2 separate regions of the Lactuca sativa genome follow, and region 1 is linked to region 2. The links are chromatin contacts, called in public Hi-C maps. All regions are on one chromosome and are shown on one strand. The core of a region is the stretch at or near the end of the contact, and the rest is flanking DNA. Distances in the headings are between cores, read along the strand shown.

The links. A called contact is a pair of places that touch in the nucleus more often than the background predicts.
Region 1: a contact with region 2 is called in a Hi-C map of leaf, with 3 times the contacts expected there. The contact joins the promoter of LOC111889890 here to the promoter of LOC111889921 in region 2. A contact is called at or near these places in 2 of 4 Hi-C or Micro-C datasets (leaf and seed).

What each region holds. Positions count from the first base shown.
Region 1 is chr6:81,078,520-81,083,462 of Lsat_Salinas_v11, reverse strand. It overlaps LOC111889890 (pentatricopeptide repeat-containing protein At5g56310), which reads right to left and starts at 2,966. Exons shown (of 1, transcript XM_023886049.3): 1 at 1,209-2,966. The coding sequence starts at 2,837. The coding sequence ends at 1,221. LOC111889874 (kinesin-like protein KIN-14T) reads left to right here. Exons shown (of 11, transcript XM_023886033.3): 11 at 48-1,113. The coding sequence ends at 980.
Region 2 is chr6:80,922,238-80,927,292 of Lsat_Salinas_v11, reverse strand. LOC111889921 (pyruvate kinase, cytosolic isozyme) reads right to left here and starts at 1,365. Exons shown (of 3, transcript XM_023886066.3): 1 at 771-1,365; 2 at 66-527. The coding sequence starts at 1,022.

The DNA.
Region 1 (4,943 bases), core at 1,717-4,216, 150 kb before region 2:
TTTACGCTTTTTTTTTCAAATAAATACTTCAATTTTCGCTTATACAGGAAGCGAGAACAGTTAAGGAATTAGCCATGGCTGACCTGCAACATGAGATGGAAGAGATCGAGCATAACCGCGACAGATTCATGAAAGAGATCAAGAAGTTGAATCAGAAATTGGATTCTCTAACAAAAAAATCATCAGGTTCGATTGGGAAATCGGAAATTGATGATGTAATTACGAAAATGCCATTGTCAACGTCGAAGATGCCGAGATTTATGAAGCCCACAATCTGTAGTACACGAAAATCAGGAACAGGTTATCAGAATTCGTATAAGAAAGAAATTAGACATGAAAGAAGGAAGAAACAATTACCGATATCTCGGGCAGAATCTGTGAGTTTTCCTATAAAGGGCCTGACCGAAAGCTACTCGGGCAGCAGTATCTCAAGAGCAAGCTGCTTGGTGGATTTGAATGATACAGAATTCAGCCATGAAACATCACAATGTAGCTTTAGAATTAGAACGAACATAAACAAACAGAAAAATTCTCTCAAGAACTCAAATGATAAGCGTGTTATTTCAATCCCGACTCCTGTAAAGAAAGGAAAGTCTACGAAAAAGGGGGAAACTACAAAACAAATGATAGGTGTAGATGATTCATCTACTGAAGGAGATATATTATGTCAAATTATGCCATGTGATACCATTAATGACACCTTTCATCAAGATGATTGTGTTAATGGAGTTGAAGGGGTAGTTATATCAAAAGTGTCAACACAAGAAACAAGGTGCTTAGAGGTTTATAAATTGAAAGAAGACCTACCTACCAATGTTCCTATATCAGATTTTGATACTAGTGTCGAGAGTTCAAAAGTTTCCTTTTTGAGATCAGAACTGAAAGAATATATTCTGATATTGTACTACAGTGTTCTTGTGGGATTGGGATTCCAAAGCTTGGGTTTTGAAGATGATTTCTTCCGATCTTTAATTAATTAAAGTTGCAAAAATGCAAAAAGGTTATTGGAAAAAAAGATTCATGATGTATAATGTATTAATGTAAATATATGGAAGATATTGTATAGTGACAAGTAACATGTACATTCGTTAATAAATTTTGTTTTTCTATGTAGTCAATTCATATTAAAATTCACATGATATGTATCTAGATATATAAATTCATATTTGTAGGTATGTGGATATATCAAAGAAAATCAAGTTGCAAAGATGAAATAACTCTTAAAATTCAACCTTCATTAGTCTATTTAACTCAGACAAAACTTCATGTATTCTTTCATATTGAGGATGCGAACTATTTCCAGAAACAAATTCATGAACTCTGTTATTCAATTCAATGCAACTCACACCTGATATCTTCTTCACACCAGTATCTCTCATCACTTTCCTTGTGAATCCAGCTTCATTCCACTGGCCCATAGAAGAATATATATTCGAAAGTAAAGAAAGGTTTCCACTATTATATGGCTCCAATTTGATCAAATGTTTTAAAGCTCTTTCCCCAATCTCCACATTTCCATAAAGTCTAGATGCTGCAAGAAGTGAACCCCAAATAGCTGCATTTGCTTCAAAAGGCATTGAATTTAGTACTTCTTGTGCCTCCCATATGCATCCAGCTCTTCCTAGTAGATCAATCATGCATCCATAATGTTCAATCCTTGGTTTAATTCCATATCTTGGAAGCAAATTGTTGAAATACCAAAGACCTAATTCCACCAACCCCCCATGGCTACATGCTGAAAGAACTGCAATCAGTGTAACTTCATTTGGCCTAACATGAGCTCTTTCCATTCTAGAAAACATGTCAAGAGCTTCTTTTCCTAAACCATGTGAAGCCAATCCAGCAATGGTAGTTGTCCATGTTATAACACATCTATCTTTCATGTTTTCAAAGACCCACATTGCTTTCTTTATGTTCCCTGATTTTGCATACATGTCAATAAGTGCATTGTTGAGGGATGTAGTTTTGTGTATATTGTTTTTATCTATGTAGTTATGAATCCATTCACCTAGCTCTAATGCACCCAACTGGGAACAAGCTGAGAGTGTGACTAACATTGTGACTTCATCAGGGAGCACTCCATCCGTTTGCATTCTTCTAAAAAGAGCAACAGCTTCACAAGGCTTGTTCACTTGAGCATAGCCTGAAATCAAAGATGTCCAAGAGATCACATTTCTCTCAGGCATAATCTCAAACAAGGCACAAGCTCTCTCCACCTCATCAACTTTACAATACGCAGAGATCATTGCATTCCAAGTTGCAACGTCTCTAAGAGGCATTTCGTCGAACACCTTCCTTGCATCGTGAACATACCCACAAGACGCATACATTTGAACTAACGCTACTCCTACATGAACATCGGTATCTAAACCAACACTAATTACATGACAATGAATCCATCTTCCCAAACTCAAACCGCCCTCACCCAAACGACTCACACCCTTTAACAAAAAAGGAAATGAGTAAGAATCAGGTCTTAACCCAATAACTCGTGCTTCGTTGTAGATAAAGACAGCGTCTTTGACACGAGAATTACTCGACAGAGCTTTGATCATGGTGTTGTAAAGGTATATATTCTTGCAAGTCTTATGAAAAAACACCGAAGTAGCATGGTCCAAAAGACCTTTTTCAGAGCAAGTGACGATGAACCGACTGAGAAGAAGATTGTCTTGATCGAGACCTCGAACAAACATGAACCCATGTATTTGATATACGTGAATGCTGTTGGGGCAGTTGTATAGCAATGAGGAGCATATATCATGTGTTGTTGCTGCTATGTATTGGCGTTTATGCTTCAGGAGTAATGAGTTCAAAGACGATCCAACACGAGACAGCATTCGAGTAAACTGGAGCTCCTTAACGCCGTTATGGCCAGAACACCGCCCCCTTATGGCGTTATGTTAAGAGGCGTTGCAAACGGTCGATTCTTTTAAAAAGAATTAAGTTTTTTTTACCTATAAATAGATATCATCTCCCTCGTTTTTATTCGCTCTATTCTTTTTCTTTATTTTTTATACAATTTCAAAGCCTCTTCAACCAAAAGATGGAGCAAAACCCAAACCCACAACCCACAACAACCGAACACAACCTCTCTAACGTTTCCGACGTTGACGTTTCCGACGCAGAATCTCATATCGACCTCAACGCCGACACCTATGAGAGTTCGGATGACATCGAAGAGATCTCCCCTCCACCAAGAGCAGCGGGACGCGACAAAACGAAATGTGTTGCAAAACATGTGGAGGAAGCTGATAGAAAAGCTAGGCATATGGTGGAAATTGAAGCGAAATTCCAGGAACACAAGTTACTACAAAAAGAAAAAAACGATTTACAACGTGAGTACTTGGATTTCTTTCGTAGGCAATTATAGGTGGAGAAGGAGCGACACGAGCGAGAAAATATGACGAACGAGTTGGCAATTCTTAGGACTAGCGTGGAAGGTTTGACGTCCGAAGTTGCGAAGGTGCTACGAGGGATGAAGACGAAGATTCGGGCAAAATATTTGGGCAATTCTTAGGACTATTGTTTTATGTTTTAAATATATCGTTTTTTTTTTGGTCTTGTAATGTTTTTTTGAATTTAAATGTTATGGTTAATTTAAATATTATGTTTTATTTAAATATTATGTTTTATAAAATTATATTCGTTTTTATAATTGTTAAAAAAAAGATAAAAAATGATATTAAAATTTATTTTAGTTTGGTGGTGTGGTGATCATTTCCTACCTATAATTGTGTGACATGTAAGTTGGAAAAATAGTATGGAGAGGAGGATATATACGCACCAGCCTTACCCACTCTTTGAGTGCTTAACTTCGTTTTAAGGTTCTGTTGGCTAAAGTAACAATTTTAGTAAAAACTAGTTAGATGATATATAAAATGATATTTAGATATATTTAGAAAGAGTGGATTACAACAAGGGATCTCTTAGGCCTCCAAGTATATATTGTATGAGAACCATTTGTGGTTTAGGTGGCAGGTGGGCCATGATCGCTCACACCACCCCCGGTACCACAGTCGTGGCCTTTTGTGAAGAATGGTACGATAGGTTACAGAAGGCTTTGGGTCTAATCTCTTTTGAATATACCTTTGACTAGCCATTTTAATGGCTAGTTGTTCAAAAAAACCAGTAAATATAGATCATTCCATCTTTCCTATAAATACTAATCATTTTACAATAATTTTTTTCATATTAGTTCTTTTTCCTTTACTACACAAGCCTAATACATACACAAACCTACCATGAAACAATTTCGACAACCATCAAACTTCCAAACCCAACTACCTTAGGAAGGAAATGAAGAAACCGTGTTAGCTAGTGCTTGGATTTCGGTGTCCAACTATTCAGATGGTGCATTAGATTTAGATAATTGAGGTCAAATACGTCACGGTTTCTTCATTTCATAACTTATATATATACATATTTTGACGTTTTTATTCACACCATTTTTTTCTTTATATTTTATACAATTTCAAAACCTCCTTAACCAAAAAATGGAACAAACCCCAAACATTCATCCACTAAACTCACAACGCACAACAGAACACAAACTCTCTAACGTTTCCGACACAGTCTCACATCAACCTCCGACACCGATGAGATTTTGAACGACATTTAAGAGATCTCCCCTCCACGAGGAGCGGCAAGACACAACAAAGTGAAGTGTGCGGAAAAAGTTGACAAAAAAAACAAAGCTTAAGGTGAAAACTGGATCGATATTCCAAGAACACATCTAGCTATAACAAGAAAAAAAATGATTTGTTAAATGAGTATTGGAAGATATTTAGGGAACAACATGAGACAAGAGAAATGATGAACGACTTGGCAATTCTTAAAAGTAACACCGAAGGTTTGGCGCCCAAATATAAAAAAGTGGTACGAACGCTGGAGGCATTAAAGGAGAAGATTGAGGAAAAATATTTAGGCAAAATTTGAATTTTAGG
Region 2 (5,055 bases), core at 116-2,615:
ACCGACCCCACTAAATAAGTAAATATGATATGAAATTAGTGAGAGATAAAATAAAGAAAACGGACCTTTGACATAAGGACGATGTTTTTGGCATGTTCACCAAGGACTTTGCGAACCTCAACAAGATCAGAACCTTTGCGGACGAAAGATAAAGCAATCAAATTAATGTTATTAGGAACACCCCATTTGAGAAGATCCTCCTTATCTTTTTCTGTCAAAGTTGGGAGATCAACAATGACACCTGGAAGATTAACATTCTTTCTCTCACCAAGAGTCCAGGTGTTCTCACAACGACAACGAACCAATCCCTTTTCAGTATCACAAGAAAGAACAGTAAACGTAATGGTGCCATCTGAACAGAGTATCGTGCCTCCTGGTTTCAAATCATGAGCCAACTTTTTGTAACTCATGCATATCATATTCTCGTCACCTACAATCGAGTAATCGGTGGAGATTGTGATCTCTTGACCTTGCGTCACTTGGATCGGTTTCCCATCTTTCAGAAACCCGGTTCGAATTTCTGGACCCTAATTTATCCATCGGAAACAAAATCAACGGTTTCTATGCTTAGTTATACCAAAATTCAATCAAAATGGATACGATTCATTTCTTCCATCTCGTATGACGTTAACAAAACGAAAATGCGGATGGATCAAAACGAATAACATTGTGATTTTGTAACAATGATTTATATACGCGATCTGTATGACATTCATATATAGAAATCGAAAGAGTGATGATATTGATAGGTAGTGAAGAAGGAAACATACTTTGGTATCGAGCATGACTGCACATTGAATACCGGTGTTCTCCATGGCCTTACGGAGATTCTCGAGGGTTTCCTGATGATACTCGTAAGATCCATGAGAGAAATTGAAGCGAGCGACATTCATACCTGCCTTGAGAAGTTTTTCAACCATTGGAATCGACCTAGAAGCGGGTCCCAAAGTGCAGACGATCTTCGTTCTGGGCCTCTTCCAACCTACTTCTGGGTGGACCTGAGGAGTGGTGATGTGTTCCATTTTTGTCTCCGATGAACAACAGTATTCCGATCAATTGATCGGATGAAGAGTGTGGTGATGAATTTATGTGAATTCAAGAGCAAATGGAAGTTGGGGAATTGTCGAGAGTAGGAAATAAGAAGGTGTTTGCAGAATTTGTGGATCAACGAAATGAGAGGGATGCATAACTGAATTGGAAAACTGGCATGAGAAGCGGGGCTTGGTCTTTTGGGAGTTTTCACAAAAAATGTGCGAACTTTGAAACTATATTCCGAATATGGTGCTGTTTATTTTTTTACAGAAATTTTCAATATTTTCCCGTTTTAGGATGCGAAATCAACATTTATGCTATTATGTTTTACTTCTAGTCCTTTCTTTTTTAAACTTTTGTCACATTTTATACTTTATATGTTGTTTTGTATTTAATATTATAGATATTGTGATCATATTTGGGGCCAATATACCCAAATAGTCAATTTTTATCACAAAACAACCATTATAATTGCGAAAAAAAGCTAGTGAATAAGAAAAAAAGTCAGTGAATAAGTGACGGTACGTTTCATGGTAAAATGAGCTCGCATTAAATTTTAGTATTTTTTAAAATAAAATTTCAAAATAAATATCAACGAAATAATGAATAAGTAATTCAATTTATACTAATAAAACAAACAATTCACATATTTTTAAAAATTATTTTAAATCACAATTTTCAAAAACTTATTTGAATACAACATTAGATGTCATACCGTTAAGGTTATCGTCATTGTCTAATATTAATATTTTAAGTCAAAAATGAGTGAATAAGACATATTTGTAGTCTTCCTTCTTAAATTTTATTTTCTGGATGATAAATTGATAGAAAAACCTCGAGCGATTGATGATGAATCTCATGTCATTAGACAATATAGAATATCTATTTCGTATGATGATATTTGTCTATTAGTAATAAAATTATAATAGGCAGGGAATTAAATTAAACCTGAAAGAAATATAGTATGTGCATTATATTTTAACTAACAGATGAAGTAAGAAAAAAAATGTAGCTATCTTGGAACCATTAGATAACAAAGTTCTTATATTAAAAGCGAAAGTAGATTAGATTTGAAAAATTCTTGAGCACGACCCACATTACCTATGTCATGAAAACATTATTTAATAAAAATATGCAATACTTATCTCATAATAAACAAACAGAAAAAAATAAACAATACATTCATAAATTAGTTTAAATATCATTTTATGTATAAAAGTCGATAATAACTTGATACATATACCATAATATCATTTGGCGTGACGGAGATATTATTAGATCTTCTATTATCTAAATAATTTTTCCTATGTTTTTATCTATTTTTAGAGTTGCTGGATAATGGACTTTTGATATCCAATTCAAATTAGATAGGAAATTTGTATGTTGATATTCACATCATATATTTGGGTTACGGATAACATATATACATTTGTTTAATGAATGTGTTTGACTGTTAAAATTAGAAAACTAGTGAAATTAGAAACATTGAAAATGTATTTATTAAAAAAAAAAAAAAAAAAAAAAAAAAAAAGACAAAATAAACATATTCATATCATTGTAAATGACATATAATAGAGATATTACATTAAATTTGGAAATAGATTCAAAGAAATAATCATGACAAACATTAGTTATTAAATAATAACAATGAATAATATGCATTGTTTATGTCGCAAAAAAATTAGAGCCAACAAGCACATTTATTTATTTTATTTTTTATTTTAAATATTAATAGAATTGTCTTTTTTTATTTTAAATATTGATATAATTGTCGTTAAAAAAAAGTTTGGCGAGACTAATTTCGGAATTTATTGTTGCAAATTTAGATTTCAAGAAATCAATATTGACATTTAATTTTAACATAACTTTGAGACATTTGCTACATTTAATTTTACGAAATCAACTTTTGACATTCATCACATTTTTTAAATGTATGGCATTCAAATCGGTATTTAATTTTGGCAGTTTTATTTGAAGAAAATAATATTGTTGGGAACTTTAATTTTGCAAAACCTCAATCTACAGTCTAGAACCCTCAACTCAACTTGGTTAAAAAGTTAACAGTCAAAGTCACTCAGTTAGCTACCACATCGTGGCCAAGTATATATCGTGTCGTGGCAGTCTCGCGACAAACAGTCATGAGAAACCCTCCACCATGTCGTGGTGAGCATGTCGCCACGTCGTGGGAACTGTCTTGGACAACTTAATGGATTAAGCCCTTAATCCATTAAGCCACACATATAAATTCTCCAGAAGGCTTCCTTACACCCATAAGAATCATAAAAGTCATTGCTCTATTGACATGCATGTCCATTGCGTGTCTTAAACTCTAGTTATGTCAAAATGGTAAAAATAAGGTCAAAACCCATGTATGGAACCAAAACTCTATATAACTTCAAATTTGGAATGTGAGACTATAAAGGGGCCATAAGGATCCATCAAATTACCAATTTTATTGAATCCATCCACTCAAACCACCTTAAACATGGAGAAAAGTGCTTAAAAGTCTAGTTCTAGAAGGATTGCACACAAAAGGTATGAACTTGAGGACTTACAAGGGTCTAGAATATGTGCAAGAAGGTGGTGGGGAGACTTGCTTGTTGAATCTTTGTACAAAGAGCACCTTCTTCCTCTTTAACACCACAAAAAGCTTCAAGATATCAACAAGGGATGTTAGGGTTCATTCTAGACTAGGAGTGATGGAGGGTGAGTGTGAGCAAATCCTAGCCATCACATCCCTTGAATAAGGCTCTAAACCCAGAAAATTAGGGTTTTGCATACTGGCCGCCACCATGTCGTAGCTAGGATCTTGCCACGTCATGGTGTCCAAAAGAAAAAAGTGTGTTTATTATCAAGTGAGACCACGTCGTGGTGCCTTTACCACCACGTTGTGGTCACCTAAAATTCCATATTTGAAATCTTTATTGTTATGAACACAAAGAAGTACATACCTGGTGTTACAAAAGAGCCATGTATTCCTCTATATAGTCCTCAATGCCATCCTCTTGTAAAGGAGAACCCAAAGTTTCATGGGGTGTTTAACCAAGAGGTTAAGAAGCTTGATTCAGTTACGAAGCTTGATTCGAAATTGATCCTAAGTAGTGTTGAGGTGTTTAATCAAGTGGTTAGTATACTAGTGTAGAGTAGGGCTGTCTATACACATATGAGAGAGGTAAAGTTTCTGAACAAGAGGGGTGTGGTGTACTTAGAAGTACAATTCAACCTTAGTAATCCATCCTTTGGAATCGACACCTTAAAAAATGTGGATTTTGACATTAGGAAGAGAAAAGAGATTCATCGATGTGGTAATGGCGGTCTAGTGGTCAACGGGGGTGGCTATCAGAACCGAAAACGATGATAGAGTGAGAGAATAGAGGACATGATGCTTCAATGACACCCTTAGAGTGGGGTTTCTTCCTAGAGTGATTTTGGATACTCTGCATCGTTTTCTCCATGAGATCCTACATAGACAAGAAGGAGGAGTACATTTCTTGTATCTGGTTGGATAATAGGTCAATTTTCCCATTTTGTGTGTCCATTCTCGACTAGAGACAAGTGGTAACTTGTGCTTTAGAGGGTTGTACCATGATTCATGTAGGAGAAGAGGGGTGAGTGGAAATGGAACCAATTTGATAAAACCAACCAAGGGTAAACCAATGAACAATGAAAGGAAACCTCAAAATATGTAATGACCTTAAAAATGAAAAGATCATTAAATGATGATTCATAAAAGAACTCCAAATTTCATGTTCTCTCTACCCAATCCTACAACTGAATTCATTTTGGAACAACCATGACAGAGAATAATAGCAAAAATCATATCATGCATACATTAGCAAATCTAACTAAATAATATTTCTCATATCCTCTATCTCTCTTCAATACGTAACGACTTGTTTAAGCATGGCCTTCCACACGTCCTTCATACTTATTCCTCCTCTTGTACACCTTCTAGATTGTAGGGATGTTAGGCTCATTCATAGTGGGCTCATTAGAGGGGGTGTCCAGACGACAAGTACAGAC